2 separate regions of the Sus scrofa genome follow, and region 2 is linked to region 1. A link is a contact called in public Hi-C data. All regions are on one chromosome and are shown on one strand. Each heading gives the region's core, a stretch centred on a gene start, on an enhancer-like site or on the middle of the called end of the contact. The rest is flanking DNA. Distances are from core to core; before and after follow the strand shown. Region 1 overlaps MACF1 (microtubule-actin cross-linking factor 1). Region 2 overlaps MACF1 (microtubule-actin cross-linking factor 1).

The links. Hi-C and Micro-C count contacts between places; a contact is called where the count stands out from the background.
Region 2: a contact with region 1 is called in a Hi-C map of embryonic fibroblasts, with 2.9 times the contacts expected there. The contact joins two enhancer-like sites. A contact is called at or near these places in 1 of 47 Hi-C or Micro-C datasets (embryonic fibroblasts) and 1 of 2 datasets of contacts at active chromatin or transcription factors (alveolar macrophages).

What each region holds. Positions count from the first base shown.
Region 1 is chr6:94,973,468-94,978,455 of Sscrofa11.1, reverse strand. All of the region lies in intron 2 of MACF1 (microtubule-actin cross-linking factor 1), which reads right to left. Among named protein-coding and RNA genes, the nearest start is that of MACF1, 16 kb to the right of the region's middle. Within about 2 kb of position 2,010, at least 11 of the 83 cell types and tissues checked have an H3K27ac peak or open chromatin away from gene starts, as enhancers often do. A contact at or near this core is called in embryonic fibroblasts, where this site is marked.
Region 2 is chr6:95,147,580-95,152,567 of Sscrofa11.1, reverse strand. MACF1 (microtubule-actin cross-linking factor 1) reads right to left here. Exons shown (of 96, transcript XM_021095983.1): 15 at 4,738-4,988; 16 at 3,622-3,750; 17 at 2,311-2,388; 18 at 1,714-1,732; 19 at 1,572-1,711. Among named protein-coding and RNA genes, the nearest start is that of KIAA0754, 98 kb to the left of the region's middle. Within about 2 kb of position 2,502, at least 5 of the 83 cell types and tissues checked have an H3K27ac peak or open chromatin away from gene starts, as enhancers often do. A contact at or near this core is called in embryonic fibroblasts, where this site is marked.

The DNA.
Region 1 (4,988 bases), core at 761-3,260:
AAGGGTTCTGGAGCATAGCTGGGAGGGGAAGGAAAAGGGAAGCCAATTTTCCTCTGCCATCAGGGAAAAGGAAAGAGTGAAGAAAGGACTCTGGTAAATACCGTTAGGGAGGTACTGGGGACCACTTTGAGGCGGGAGTTCCCAACGTGCTCTGCTCCTCCAGTCAGTTCTGTATCCTTCAGTCCCAGAGTCATGGAGGGCACTGGGGCCAACCAAGAGCAGTGATTGAGGAACTCCCGTAAATGCAGGTGATCTTTTTGCCACATCTACCCCCATCCAGCCATTATCCTACCCAGCCAGGACAAGTCTATTGACTTGATTTGGGGGGGGGGATTGCAGGTGGAAAAGCAGTTGTAGGTTAAAAGGCTGGCTGACCTCATAATAACAGCACTTTAGCAAGTAAAAAAAGAATTCATGTGATACTGAGCAGAGGAAATTGGGGTTCGGGCTTCCATTTCAGTCCCATTCTTGAGATTTTTAAGAGAGCTTCTCACCCCCAGGGCAAGGCCTGCATGCATCTTTGTGTGCTAGGAGGAGTGCCAAGGATTTGGTCAATGCCCAGCAAGCACATTAATAACAAGAGATGATGCTTTTCACTAATAGGTGCACAACTGTTGTTTCCACATCATACCATGATCAGAAATCGGGTGAGCAAGTCATTAATCATATCTTTTTCCATCAAGTTTTGCAGGCCTGCCCAAGTTCTAGGCCTGGAGATCATATAGGGAATGGCCTGAAAGGGGACAGATAGGGAGGAGCCTTGGACAAATGGCTGGTTTCCTTCCAGTTTAATCCTATATGCTCAAAAAAAGCTAGTTCACAGTTTGGACTCAGCTTCTAAAGAGCACAGTTTAAAAAAAGGAAGAGAAGAAGCTTGAGGTTTATTCTTTTTAAAATAAATAGAAGGCTTTTAGTAGAAAATGTAGGATGAAGGAGTCAGTGATTGATGACATAAGCACATTTTTTGTAAACAGCGGAGAATATAGAAATGCTAACTCCAGGGATCTCGACTGTATCAGTGCTGAGTCATCTGCATTTCCTATATTATTTTATACCAGTAGGGCAAGGACGGCCCAGACACAAACATACACCTCCACCCTCACCCCCAAACAGACATCTGCCTCCTCATTTTCACCACGGTAAATAGGAAAGTCCCTCCATCCCCTCCTGTGAGCAGGTTCTTCAAGAGTTGTGACAATTTTGCCAAAGGTGAGGAAAAACAAGGGCAGAGGGAATGAGAATATGCTCTGGGAAACAGTCTTTGTTGGGAGGGGGAGGTTGGGGGGGGCAAGGAGTTGAGATGTCTATTAAGAAACATGGTGGGAGTTCCCATCGTGGCGCAGGGGAAACAATCTGACTAGGAACCATGAGGTTGCAGGTTTGATCCCTGGCCTCACTTCAGTGGGTTAAGGACCTGGTATTGCCATGAGCTGCGATGTAGGTCACAGACCCCGCTTGGATCCTGCGTTGCTGTGGCTGTGGCGTAGGGCAGCAGCTGTAGCCCGATTAGACCCCTAGCCTGGGAACTTCCATATGCTGCTGGTGCGGCCCTTAAAAAAAAAAAACGAAAGAAAGAAAGAAAAGAAACATGGTAACCAAGGAAGAAAGTTCTGGTAGGGTGGTGGCTAAAAGGTCTTCTCAGACTCAAGTAGCTTTCTGGACAAGATTTGCATTTAAATGCTCCCAAGAGGTTTTGAAGTAATGCAGTCTACTAATGAATGAAAGCGGGGAAGGCCACATGTTTGGCTGATGTTCCTGTTTTATACAGAGAAAATTTTACAAGGATAGAGGAACAAAGCGGCTGCTGGGGGGATGGAAAGAAGGAAGCCTAGGAAAGGGAGGTTTTTGGTTTTTTCCAAGCAACAGTCTAAATTTATAGCCAGACCACACAATTGGGACAGCTCTGAGACTTTCTCCTTTTGGTCTATGATTTTCCTTTGCTCCAATGGTGAGACTGCTGTTGCATTTCTAAAGAGGCTGCAGCGGGGCAGCAGGAGGAGGCAAGATGTACTCGGAAGGGCATCTAGTGGGGGGAAAGGGTAGTACAAGTAACTAAAACCCTATTTTCTCTTCGTGTCTTCCCCAACTTAAGCCTCATCAGGTGCCTCTCTCCCTAAGGTCCAGCTACTTTCAACTTCTTTCAGCATCTCCCACCTCAGGGCCTTCCCACCTGCTTCCCTCCTGGGCCAGAACCCTTCCCTGCTCTCCCCTTTTGGCCTGGCTCACTCCTACTCAGGTCTCTGCTGAAACTCCCACAGAGAAGCCTGCCTTCATCCCCCAGATTAGTAGGCACTCCTGCCCCTCTCCTCCCCTTTGGAAATATCCATCCCATTGAAGCTATGGGTTCACTGTCTTTCATGCTTACTAAATCACTAGATCCCTGAGGGCTGGGGCTGTTGTGTGTCTTGTCCACCACGGGATCCTTAGCACTTAGCAAACGACCTGGCACATACAGGGCACTCATTAAAGATTTCTTTGTTTTGTTTTGTTTGGTGTTTTTGTTTGTTTGTTTGTTTGTTTGTTTTGTCTTTTTGTCATTTCTTGGGCCGCTCCCGCGGCATATGGAGGTTCCCAGGCTAGGGGTCTAATCGGAGCCGTAGCTGCCGGCCTACGCCAGAGCCACAGCAACGCCAGATCCGAGCCTCGTCTGTGACCTACACCACAGCTCACAGCAATGCCTGATCCTTAACCCACTGAGCAAGGCCAGGGATCGAACCTGCAACCTCATGGTTCCGAAAGTCGAATTTGTTAACCACTGAGCCATGATGGGAACTCCTAAAGATTTCTTTTAAATTTTGATTAAATCATAGATGACTGAACCAGATGATCCAAAAATACTCACTCAGCTGTTTCTGGCTTATGAATAGCTAGAAGGCTAGCGTATTGAAAAAGAGAGTAGGCTGGCCTCACAGCATCCCTTCTCTGTGACTGGCATTCAAAGTCCTCCATATTTTGACATCTACTTTCCTTTACAGACTGATCTCCCTTTATAACCTCACATGCAGCATCTTCCCCTATAATCAAACTCTGAGCCTTTGCCTAGAATGTCCTCCACCCCCCAACTCCACCTACTAAAGTCCTACCCATCTTGAATGCTCACCTGAAATGACTAGAAATTATTTTTAATCACCCAGGTAGAAGAGGCTCTTCTCAAAATCCCAGCTACATTTTCTTTCCCCCATCCCTGGGGGAACCACATGTGTTGTGTGGGTCTGTGTCGCTGCCTCCTTAACTGCTTGGTTCATAAGCTCTTTGAGGCAGAGATATCTAATTCATCTTTCTTCATCATAGGGCCTAACACAATGTTTTGCATCTAGTAGGTGTTCAATAAATGCTGAAGGCATGATGCCTCATTGAAGATGTACGGGGATGGGGGTGTGGGCTAGATCTGCACTTCAGGATGATTGAGAGTCCAGTGTCCACTCAGTGGCTAAGAGCTAAGGGCGTTTTATGCGCAGAAAGGAAAGAGGGAAGTGCAAAATCACTTCTCCTGCTAGTGCTCCTCCTCCAACTTCTAGAAGGTTTACTCAAGCACTTCTTCAGCTTGGCTCATGCTGCATTATTTTACATGTGTTAACTGATGCTTTATAAATACACTCTTTGCTAGTAGGGCACGCGAATGTGTGTGTGTGTGTGTGTGTGTGTGTGTGTGTTCTCTGCTCCTCTTTGCAGGGGTAGACTGTCTCCAGTGCCCTAAATAGTAGCCAGAGTCAGACAGCCAGACACTGAAGGGGCTGCCCCAAGCCCTATCCTTTGGCCAACTCTTGGAAGAAAATCTTCCCGTTCTAAGCTTAGAAGACCTGCCTCCGGGCCCAGCCCCACCATCTTTTCAGACACCAGCTTTAGCCAATCCCAGCCAGAGCTCCCTTGGGCCCAGGCCCTGGAAGCCATACTAAACTTTGCTTCCCGTTCCCAAATCTGTTCTGGGGTAGGAAGGCTTTACCCACTATCATACTGCCCTCTTCTGTTCAGAAAGTGCAACACTGCTAATTTAAGAGGCCTGAATGGTGCCAGCCACCCAGGAAGACAAGATCCCAGCTACCCCGCAGCCCATCACCCCGTCACCATAGCAACCCTCAAAATGGTTACTCAGCCATCTGGGTTACCATAGCAACTGGCCAAGTCTCTCCACCTCAGCCTCTCCCTGGGCCTTCTCCCTGGCTTGTCAGAGCCTATACCAAAGACTCTCCAATCCTTACTGGGGGAAATGAGCAGAAGCTGGACCCCTGACAGGCAGCTGTCCCAAAGGGGCGTGGACTGCCTTGCCCGCCCAGGGCTTCCTGAGGCTCAGTGGAGATAATGGGTTTAAGGCACTCTGTGAACCTTGAAGTGCCTCACAGATGTTAGCTATTATTAAACTACTGTTCCCTGTAATGGGGGAGGCCGTGGGTTGCACTAGGCAGAGCTAGTGCCATTCCCAGCGTGGTCCCTTACTGGCTGGGAGGCCTTGAGCAAGTTACCCAACTCTCTGGGCTTCTGTTTCCTCTACTATAGCAAATCTGCCTCCTAAAGTTATTTTGAGGATTAAGTCAAAGCCTAAAAGATGTTATGCACAAAGCCGGGCATTTGGGACATACTGATGGTGGCTGGGAAAGGTACTGGCTCCTGTCTCCCAGACTCTCTGTGAATACACCTGTTTTATTTTCTCATTTTAAGGAATCAGGCCAACTTGAGCGCCATTTGCTCAAACACACCCAATCTTCCTTCCTGCCCCGAGGCAGGGGAGGGTCTCACCCTGTGTGGGGCCTCTGAAGTTACTACCAAACAGGGCTGCAGACAGTCTGTACTCTTTGGGGAATTGGGAGGCTCCCCAAACTAGGAGGTATGGCTCATTACCTATGACACACCCCTCTACCTGAAACAGTATCTCCCTAACCAGTGCTACCTCAGGCATTAGAGTGGTGGCTGCTGCTCTTCCCTAAGATCAGAGTCACCTGGAATTCCCATCATGGTTCAGCAGAAACAAATCTGACTAGCACCCATGAGGA
Region 2 (4,988 bases), core at 1,253-3,752, 170 kb before region 1:
CTGATCCTCACGACTAGATTCGATCCCTTCTTGAGCACTTGATTCCTCTCTAAGCACTTTCTTTTTTGGTTTGTTTTTTGGGCCGCACCTGCAGTCTATGGAAGTTCCCAAGATAAGGGTCGAATTGGGACTACTCTGCTGGCCCACGCCACAGCCACAGCAATGCTGGATCTGAGCCACGTCTGTGACCTACACCACAGCTCATCGCAACTCAGATCCCCAACCCACTGAGCGATCAATGCCAGAGATCAAACCTGCATCCTCATGGATACTAGTTGGATTTATTTCTGGTGTGCCATGACAGGAACTCCCTCTGAGCACTTTCTTTATAACAGTCTAATTTCTGTTCTCATACAAACTATTTATTGTATTATAGTATCTTTCTTATTTACTTCAGAAGAATCATACACCACTGTCTAATGAAGTAAACATTATTAAACATCTTCCTAGGAGTTCCCTTCGTGGCTCAGAGGAAATGAATCTGACTAGTATCTATGAGGACGCAGGTTTGATCCCTGGCCTTGCTCAGTGGGTTAAGGAGCCATGGGCTGTGGTGTAAGTCACAGATGAGGCTCAGATCTGGTGTTTCTGTGGCTGTGGCATAGGCCAGAAGCTGTAGCTCTAATTCAACCCCTAGCCTGGGAGTCTGCGATATGGAAATACTAAAAACAGCAAAAAAAAAAAAAAATCCTACTTATATATATATACATATTTTCATTGAAAAGAATAAAAAGCATTGTCCCATTGTCCAATGCTGAATTTTCCTTCCATTTTACAAACCAAGAGATTGAGGCCAAAACATTATTATTATTATTATTATCATTATTATTTTGTCTTTTTAGGGCCACAATCGCAGCATATGGAGGTTCCCAGGCTAGAGGTCTAATCAGAGCTGTAGCCACTGGCCCACACCACAGCCACAGCCACGTCAGATCCTTAACCCACTGAGTGAGGCCAGAGATCGAACCTGCAACCTCATGGTTTCTACTTGGATTCATTTCCACTGCGCCACGACAGGAACACCCAAACATTACTGAATAAGTTAAAGAGAATTCGGAATTTGTGAGAAGCTGAGAATATACCTCAGTTAAACAATATTAAGTCCTATACTACATGCCTTGCTATATTCACTTACTAAATCTTAGCCTTTTACACAACGCTTTGAAGTGGTCTATTATTCCATTTTACAGAGGTTTAGGGAGATTAGATGACTTACCAAGGTCACGGAGCTAATAAGTGGAGGAATAAGAATTTGATGTTAGATCTACCTCATTCCAAAGCCTATAATCTTGACCACAAAGTTACATCGCCTCTGAAATGATTCACTTTTCAGAGTGCTGCTCTCTTCACCCACAATACTGCCTTTCTAAAGGCATTCTAAATAAATTCATTCTAGAGCTTAATTTCCCCTCTCTCCATGCACACTTCTCACATCAACAGATGCGTTAAGCAGGGTCCCTATTTCCATCTAGCAAAACACAAATCCAGAAACCCAAGCTCTCAGCAGACCAGCCCCTCAGCTCCTTCTGCTGCTATTACAAAATAGGACAGGTCTGTCATGCTCGACTCACAGAGAAGTAATTTTTCTTGGCTGGGATATTGGGATTGTTGTCACTCCAGTCATATGCTAGTTCTTCTTCCTCCTTCTCATTCAACCAGATCAACTCAGCTGTAGCTCTAGAGACAAATTTATGCAGGCTCTGAAGGTGCTCATCCGGAAGCTAGAAGTTTCCTAGACAAAGGGAGGATTAACAAGGTTAGGCTGCCAGCCTTTCATCTGGAGAAGATGGCACATTTGACATCAAAGCAAAGAATAGCTGAGGAAATAAATTTAGCCTTGCTTCTTAATCCCTGGGTGCTTCTCCGCAGACTTAAATTTAGTACAAGTTAGGTATAGGGCTCCCAGAGAGCCCCTGTCAATCCTCGCTAGAAGTGAGAACTCGCCAGGCCTTTGTGGTGCTCCCTAGATAAAGAATGACCCTGGGCCTGTCCTGTTCTGGTCAGTCTTGAAAGACAGGAGTCCCCTCCCTGTCAACCTCAAGCTTTCAGTGTTAATGTCTTGGCGGACACGAGAGCCACTGCTTAGGTGAAGTGTGATAATGAGGATAAGCTCAACTTACTTCAAACTTTCTGGGGCAGTGGTTTCTGATCCATTAAGAGAATTGAGAAAATATTATAATACATATGAACAACTGCACAGTAAACAATATAATCTATCAGACAGAAAACCAAAACAGGGCCAAACCAAGAACTTCCTGAATTAGGGATCCAGGTTCTCCATGAACAGAACAAAAGACAGTCAAAACTCACCTTCAATTTACAATACTGTGTCTCCAACTTTCCAAGAGTTTCAACATAACTGGTATGGAAATTTTGGGACATTTTTCCCTGATAAGAAAGGAATGAATTAAAAATATATTAGAGACAGAGTAAGTAAACTACATCTATGGTATGATTTCAGCTATGTAAATGTTATGTCTGCACAGAGATAAAGATTGGTTACTCTGAGAAAACAAAACACTTGACCAGCACACTTCCGGGTGAGATTTCATAGCTCAGAGCAACACTGAGTGAGGAACAGTTTAGCAGGGCAAGCACACTTGACAGACCTCCTGGTCCTGTGTTTCCAGAAATTCCGGGAGGTTTCCAAGCAAAACCCAGACCTCAAAGTATTCAGTTGACTTTTTTTTTTTTTTTTTTTCTTTTTCTTTTCGCTCTTTAGGGGCACACTTGCAGCATATAGAAGTTCCCAGGCTAGGGGTTGAATTAGAGCTGCAGCTGCCGGCCCACGCCACAGCCACAGCAATGCTAGATTCGAGCCAAGTCTGTGACCTACACCATAGCTCACAGCAATGCTGGATCCTTAACCCACTGAGCAGGGCCAGGGATCGAACTCACATCTAGTCGGGTTTGTTACCTCTAAGCCACAACAGGAACTCCTAATCAATTGGTTTTTGGAGAGGAAGGTCAAAATTTTGAGTGAGGAAGAGGAGAGACTGTTTAGTTTCTCTTACCAGCTCTCTATTGCAAGAAGATAGTGAAGTGGAAAAAGCATGAACTTCTGGAGCAGAGGGCCTGAGTTTGGAAACTGCATTCATGACTTACTAATTTTGACCTTAGCTTTCAGTATCACTATTCTTTTTTAATAAAAAGGGGCTAATAAAAAAAAACCTTTCTGGAGTTCCCATCTTGGCTCAGTGGTTAATGAACCCAACTAGCATCCATGAGGATGTGGGTTCAACCCCTGGCCTGGCTCAGTGGGTTAAGGATCTGGCATTGCTGTGAGCTATGGTGTAAGGTTGCAGACGTGGCTTGGATCCCACATTGCTGTGGCTGTGGTATAGGCTGGCGGCTGCAGCTCCAATTTGACCCCTAGCCTGGGAAGTTCCATATGCTGCGGGTGCGGCCCTAAAAAGCAACAAAACAAACAAACAAACAAACAAAAAAGACACCTTTCTCACAAAGTTATTTCAAAGAGTAAGAGACACTTCATGTGAAAAGGGGATTTAAGGTCAAGTGTGGCTCATGGGTAGCCCCCTTTCCCTGAGGGACAGGTACACCATGCATGGCCTCATCGTGCACCCACCCCACCCCCCATTATGGAGTCTGAATGCCCCACACCTCATAGAGCCTGGCCTCTTTGACACTCGAGCCCAGTTCTTCCACACTGGCATGGATGTGCTGCTGTGTTTCCAGCTGAAGCTCCACACTAGGCAGGTCATTGCCCCACTCTGCTCGTTCCAATTTCATCTAAAAAAAGAAAAATACAAATATAATTTATTGCTAAGTTGTCAGAAGAAGAAAACTGTCAGAATCAATGTTTGGACAAGGGGGCTAGGGATGGGGGTTGAGGAAAAAAGGACATCTAAACCATCTCCACTTTGGGCTCTTACAGGAAAGCAGGCCATAACCACCCCCAAGGAGCTGGAGACAAAACCTCAGCCACTATAGAAGCAAGAGTGGTCTTTTGTTGCTGCATCATGGGAACACATCCTTGAATTTACCAACCAGAAAGGTGTGCCCACAGGCTGCAATGCTTAACTTTGTAGTTGAGGCATTTCCCATCATGGGATCTCTGCATTTCATAATCAGAATGGAGATGAGAAATACGTATCTGTAGATACTATGCTTCATTCATGCCATCAACTATTCGTCAATGGAGGATAATCATAAAACAGTTAACTTGTCTTTGAACGGCTTTATTTATTGGTACAGGGGAATCTGATTATCAGGAGTTGGGAAGAATTTAATACAAAAGGGTTAGAAGGATAAGAGGACAATATTGAACTTGAACCATTATCCCAGACACATGTAAATGGTGCCCCTTAGAATTCTGATGCACAGCAGGCTTGGTCTTACACTTAAGAGCAAAGACAAAAACAGCAGTGAAGTAGGAGCTCCTCTGCCACTTCAGGAGGACACTTCAGGAAGGATGACCGAGATTTATAGATTCTGCAACTTCTCCCACTAGCTCCCACTTATAGCACAATTAGCCGAAGGGAAGAGATTCCTGAAGGGCTTCACATTAGAAAAGCCTATGCTATTTAGTATGGGATTTCAAGGCTCTGATCTGATCCAAATCCTTTTAAAATTTAGTAGAGGGGGGCTTGGGTCCTAGGAAGCATCAATAACTAGGGAAATCTATACAAGGGGCACAGAGCAACGGGTCCTCGTAGATGAGCTGCTGGATCCAGTAAACCTCCGTGTGCTGCACAAGCATCCAGAAGGTACACCCACCTGCATTTCTTCCACCCAAGATAGCAGTTCATACACAAATCGCAGATTGCCTTCATCTTCAGAGGAGGAAATAGACACAAGTTCAGCCCGAGTCATGGGCTTGCGGAACCAGGAGGCAGAAGAATGGGTTCCTTTGGTCAGGGGTTCTGCCTTCAGATGAGTAGTGGTTAAAGTAGAGGGTGGAACCAATTCAAGTGAAGTAAAGTGGCCCTTCCGGTACAAGTTTGTGCACTCCAGACGCAAGGTGACCA